Regions from separate parts of the Rattus norvegicus genome. Here region 1 is linked to region 2. The links are chromatin contacts, called in public Hi-C maps. All regions are on one chromosome and are shown on one strand. Each heading gives the region's core, a stretch centred on a gene start, on an enhancer-like site or on the middle of the called end of the contact. The rest is flanking DNA. Distances are from core to core; before and after follow the strand shown. Region 1 holds the start of Srp14 (signal recognition particle 14). Region 2 overlaps Gpr176 (G protein-coupled receptor 176).

Region 1 (2,700 bases), core at 174-2,673, 140 kb before region 2:
CATTTATTGTTTGGGAATGCGATGGAAATAACAAGGGTATGATGGAAGGAAGAAAGACCCCGATAGGCTCAGATATTTGAGTGTTTGGCCACCAGGGAGTGACAATATTTGAAAAGGATTAGAAAGATTAAGAGGTGTACTAGGCATGTTGGAGGAGGTGTGTCACTGGGGACAGGTTTTGAGCTTTCAAAATGCCTGGCTCTGAGCCTCTCTGCCTAAGTATCAGGATATAGAGCTCTGAATTAGTTCTCCCTCACCATGTCTGCCTGCATGCAGCCAAGATATCGGCCCAGGACCCCCGAGACCAAGTTCTCAGTACAAGGGAAATTTATTTGCCCCATCAGGGAATAAAAGACAAAGACAGTGGGCGATAGTGGCATATACCTTTAATCCCAGCACTTGTGAGGCAGAGGCAGGCAGATCTCTGTGAGTTTGAGGCCAGCCTGGTGTACAGAGTGAGTTCCAGGACAGCCAAGGTTATCCAGAAAAACCCTGTTTCAAACAAATAAACCAAAACAAAAACCAAATAACCCAACCAAGCAAACCAGAGAGAGAGAGACGGACAGACAGAGGGAGAGAGAGGAGATAGAAGATGTGGGAGAAGGGGAAGCAAACAAGGGAGAGGAGGAGGGGTATTTGTTTTGGAATAGAACAAAAGACTGCCTCTCTGTACAAGGTAGACTGACAAGTCCCAGTGGCACTTTATAAAGGTAAAACGGAAAACTTAGTATTAGGATGAGGTGTTTAATTTTAATAGGCATGTGAATTAGGCGAGCCATAGGGGGCTTTGATTGCTGGACTTCAATACTTTGATATCTGGACCTTGGTAGTCAGCCTCAGGAGAAGGAAATGACCAAATAAGGGAACAGCCCTTGGTGGCTAGCTTTAGGAATTTTTTTTTAGCAAGGCAGAGGGAATAGAAGGTCAATGTCTGCCAAAGTAATACTTGCCAAAATTGAGTCCCTTCAACGATAACACACTAATCTTTGAAAGTGGAAGCAAGCCCCCAGGTATATGCTTTTGTTTATGAGTTGTCTTGGTCATGGTATCTCTTCACAGCAAAAGAATAGCGATTAAGACAAATGGCTAAAGCTTAGTTAGCACTTCTTATTTACCAGACTGTATTCTGTATTTCAATATAAATATATCTGCTCTTCCCGGCCATATTGTGAAAGGGGTACTTCACCTTAAAAATGAGGAAAGTGAGGCAGTGGACTCATGGGTGACTTTATATTTCTATCCAGTCATTCTTTTGCTCTCATTCCCTCCTACAGCCTAGGGTGAATCTTGTCAAGGCAGTCCAACTACCTAAAGTGTCATTCCTCATCTTGGAAAGAAGTGGGAGGGGGTGACGAACGCGCAGGCGCAAGGCAACCGGAGCTAGGTAAGGATTGACGGAAGACTGGCAACAAAAGCGGAAGTTCCGCCCACCACAAGCGAGACTTCCGGTTGAACCTCAGAAGGCTTCTGCTGACGGAGTCGGAACCTGCGGAGACCAGGATGGTGTTGCTCGAGAGCGAGCAGGTACCGGCGGCCCCTGAGGGCCATGGACTCGAGCCAATGGGGTCAGCTCGGGTAGCGTTTCTCCCTTTGCGGGCGGGCCTGGGCCGTGACGCGGCGGGGCGAGGACTGGAGACTGCCTAACGGGGCGTGTTGTGTTGCAGTTCCTGACGGAGCTGACCAGGCTCTTCCAGAAGTGCCGGTCATCGGGCAGCGTGTTCATCACCCTGAAGAAGTGTAAGCAGCTTCCCGGGCCGCGCCGGGGCATGGCAGGGAGGGGGCAGCCCGGCCTCTGGCCTCTCCGCATCGGCCACCTCCTGGGCTCACAGCCGCGGCAGGGCTAGGAAGTGTGGCTGGTGCGGTGCGGGCCGCCCGCTCACGGGGGCCCTAAGTGTGTCAGACGTCCACGTTCTGTCAGGCAGCCCTACCCCTGCTCCATTAGTGAGGCTCCCAGTGTTTATCAAGTCGTTGCTCCTAGTTTTGACCATATCGAAAGAGATAGCGGGTGTGGTGAATTTATGGGAGTGATGGTGGGAACCCTTCCTTACGATGTTCAGATTTTCACTTTGAACCAGAAGTAACTCCTGTGGTCTGTGGTGATGGTGTTTACTCGGGTGTTTTGTTTTGTTTTGTTTTGTTTTGTTTTGTTTTTTAAACACAGATGATGGTCGCACTAAACCAATCCCACGGAAGAGTTCCGTGGAGGGCCTCGAGCCCGCAGAAAACAAGTGTCTGTTAAGGGCCACGGATGGGAAAAGGAAGATCAGCACAGTGGTGAGATGGAGTCTTTTTTTTCTTTTTCCTGCTTTGTTTTCTTTTGAGTTGGCCTGACTGACTGAAAAAAGTCACTTTTCTCTCAAATAGCCAAGGTACAGGAGCAACCTGTCTCAGTGCTAGCTAGTAGAATGGATTAAAAAAAAATATCTAAAAGCATTCTCGGGCCGACTTTGAACTTGTGATTTAGGAAGATCACAGCTGTGGTCACAGGGTTGTCTTATCAACTGAGACAGATGACAGTGATGATTTTCATGCACTCGGAGATGGAATCCAGGCCAGGGTCTTCATCCTGTTAAGTCATCACTCTGTTTTGAGCCTCATCCCCTGACCTCTGAACTGTACAACGCTGACTGAGGAGGGGCATGTCTGGATTACTTCTAGACTCCCTTCCCTTTCATTTTGGCCTGTCACTCCCAGGCCGTT
Region 2 (2,700 bases), core at 191-2,690:
GGTTCGGTCCCCAGCTCCGAAAACAAAAAAAAGAAAAAGGAAAAAAAATGAGACTGTTCTATGCTTATCTGAATGAAGAAAATGAAGGCCCCTTTCTGGGACAAGGACCCCCTCAGAAATTGCCTGTGAATCCTCTGACTATTCAATATAAATTATTGTGTCTGCAACCACCTATGAAGCTCTCCAAAGTGCGTCTCAAATAAGTTTCACAGGGGATTCATAGGCATCACAGGGTTCGAGGACCACTGGTGTAGACTCTTAAAATTTTAGGAATTCTTTAGACTTCTCCAGGGTCACAAGCTATATTCCACCAGGACAGACTGAGAATGATCGCTGTAAGCCAACTTTTCTACTGAAGTTAGAATGGCCATACAATCTTAGTGGGCAGTAGGATAAAACCCCTTCCCAAGCATCTCTGTGATGTGAAATTTAGCAGATAGCAGGCTTGGTCTGTTTGTCATTACAGATGAAAATAGAGGTAATTATTTTGTTTTTAGTTGTTGAAGTGTATTATTTTAAGAGACTCGGGCATTTGCATAAGAACGGACAAAAATGATCAGGATAAATAAACATTTTCTGTCCCTGTGACTCCTTTCTTGTCACTCCAGTGTTTGTGTGCCAAGTGTGGTTTCTTCAGCTGGCCTTGGTGTGCCCTTGAGGGAAAAACAGCATGGTGGCCTTGTTTGGGTTCAGTGTTGTCATTTCTGAAAGTCAAGATGGGGGCAGTAGATGCGGGCTAATAGCACACATGTCAGGCTGGAGGGAGTTCCCTGATCCTCACTTTCAGGTGAGGATCTGCTTCTCCTTGACCTGCCATCCCAACAGGAGGGAAGAATCTTTGTAAATTCTCTGCTGAGTCCCACAGTTCTTGGCCAGACAAAACCTAACATTCCCATTTCTGAAGACATGTATGTGTTGTGTTCTTCTGAGGAAGCAGGGGGTTTGCTAAGAACTGTCACTCAACCTGAGACCATGTTTTCCTGTCTGCATTTTGTTCTACAACAGTGAGCCATCTCCTATTAAAAGAGGGTCCCTGTGTGGCTGAATTAATCTAAGCCAGGGGATTGCCCTCAGTGCCTGTGAGGGCAGGTGTGCTGTAATTATCAAGTCCTGTGATAAATGTGCCACACTTAATTAATTGGAAGATTTGTCTCTCATTTACTTTGGAGACACACAAATGATTCAATTAATTAATGTGTGGAAAGCTGCCCTGGCTCGTAGAGGTGGGGCTGGGTTTGTATATATTTTGAATTCCTATTCTGTTTTTTTAATCCTTTCTTAACCTGATATGCTTTGAAAACCATTTTGGCTTTCAAAAAGAGCACCCACACGATTCTTACTGAGGAACTTGCAGAAAAAGGGCAGTGCTTTGTTCTCCCAAAGGAAGCCACCAATGAGTCGCAGAACCTCTGACTTCAGCTACATGGCATTTCAGATTGTCTGGTCACTCCAGTTAGGGGAAGGGGGTGGTCTGAGTCACTCGTAAAGAATAGGTTTGATTGTCGTGAGAGTTTCTGTTGTTGATTTGACCGGATCTAGAATCTCTAGGATGTCTCTGAGCATGCTCAGGAGGGATTATGCATATTAGGTTACCTGAGGCTGGTGACACCAACCCAGGAGTTTGGGTTCTGGACTTTTGAAAAGGCAGGAGCTGAGCTGAGCACAGACACGCATCGCTCTTTCCCTCCTGACTGCTGTTGCAATGTGACCCATAGCAACCCGCTTGCCGTGCTGGAATCTACCATTGAACTCTGAGCCCAAACAAACGCTTCCTCTCTTAAATTGCCATTGTCGGGGCATTTTATTACAAGAAGGATAATACAGGGTTAAAGGATGGGGGAGTTTAAAGCAATTTCTTGGAAGCAAAACAACTGCTGACATGAGCAGACAGTCTGAGGTTTGAGTCCTGAGGTTTGAGTCCGTGGGGTTCTGATTCCTAGGACTTACGCAAAACTGGTAATGTCACTATTAGTGTGGCAGCCTTTGAGGTATCCCTCTTCTCCTTTCTTTCCTAAAGGGTCCTGCCTCTGCCTTTATCAACAAAGTGCCCAGATGAAAATATCCCCCAGACTCCTTTGCAGATAGGGGCAGCAGTGCCAGCAACAAGCGTAAATGCAGGTGCCCCTGAATAAAGCCCTGATGTGCTGTAAGGCGGGAGGGGTGGACTAAGCTGAGAGCTGCCTTTGGTCTTTGACTTTCCTGCCTGGAAGTTGGATCCTAAGGGTGGGCAGTTTGCCTTGCAGTTATGTGAGGGATGGGCGGACTATGACGTTACAAGTCTTGGCCCTTCCTTAATGTCATCTTTGCGTAACTTCCTCAAACTCTGGAGTTTGGTTTATGTAACAGATTAACCTTCATTATTTTGATCTGTTGTTTTTCTGACCCAGAGTCAAATGTACCTTTCAGAAGCTATTACTTAAGTGGAATAATATATATATATATATATATATATATATATATATATATATGTGTGTGTGTGTGTGTGTGTGTATAATGTTAATTAATATATAATATAATGTATGTGCACGTATTACTAGGTGTGTGTAATTATAGTGTGCGATGTTGTAGTTGGAGTTAGACATTTTTGCTATGGAGAGATTCCCGTCTTCTGTGCTTTCTTTGTTGGAACTACAGGACACTGGGGCATAAAATCTCGCCAAAGGTTGCTGCACCAGGCAGTGTTTAACACAGTGACGTCAT

What was found. Hi-C and Micro-C count contacts between places; a contact is called where the count stands out from the background.
Region 1: a contact with region 2 is called in a Hi-C map of the A7r5 cell line, with 2.5 times the contacts expected there. The contact joins the promoter of Srp14 here to the enhancer-like site in region 2. A contact is called at or near these places in 4 of 12 Hi-C or Micro-C datasets (the A7r5 cell line, the Rat2 cell line, Schwann cells and 1 more).

The regions. Positions count from the first base shown.
Region 1 is chr3:125,898,542-125,901,241 of GRCr8, reverse strand. Srp14 (signal recognition particle 14) reads left to right here and starts at 1,423. Exons shown (of 5, transcript NM_001106497.1): 1 at 1,423-1,524; 2 at 1,665-1,737; 3 at 2,162-2,274. The coding sequence starts at 1,501.
Region 2 is chr3:125,759,306-125,762,005 of GRCr8, reverse strand. All of the region lies in intron 1 of Gpr176 (G protein-coupled receptor 176), which reads left to right. Among named protein-coding and RNA genes, the nearest start is that of Gpr176, 31 kb to the left of the region's middle. Within about 2 kb of position 1,440, at least 11 of the 93 cell types and tissues checked have an H3K27ac peak or open chromatin away from gene starts, as enhancers often do. A contact at or near this core is called in the A7r5 cell line and liver, where this site is marked.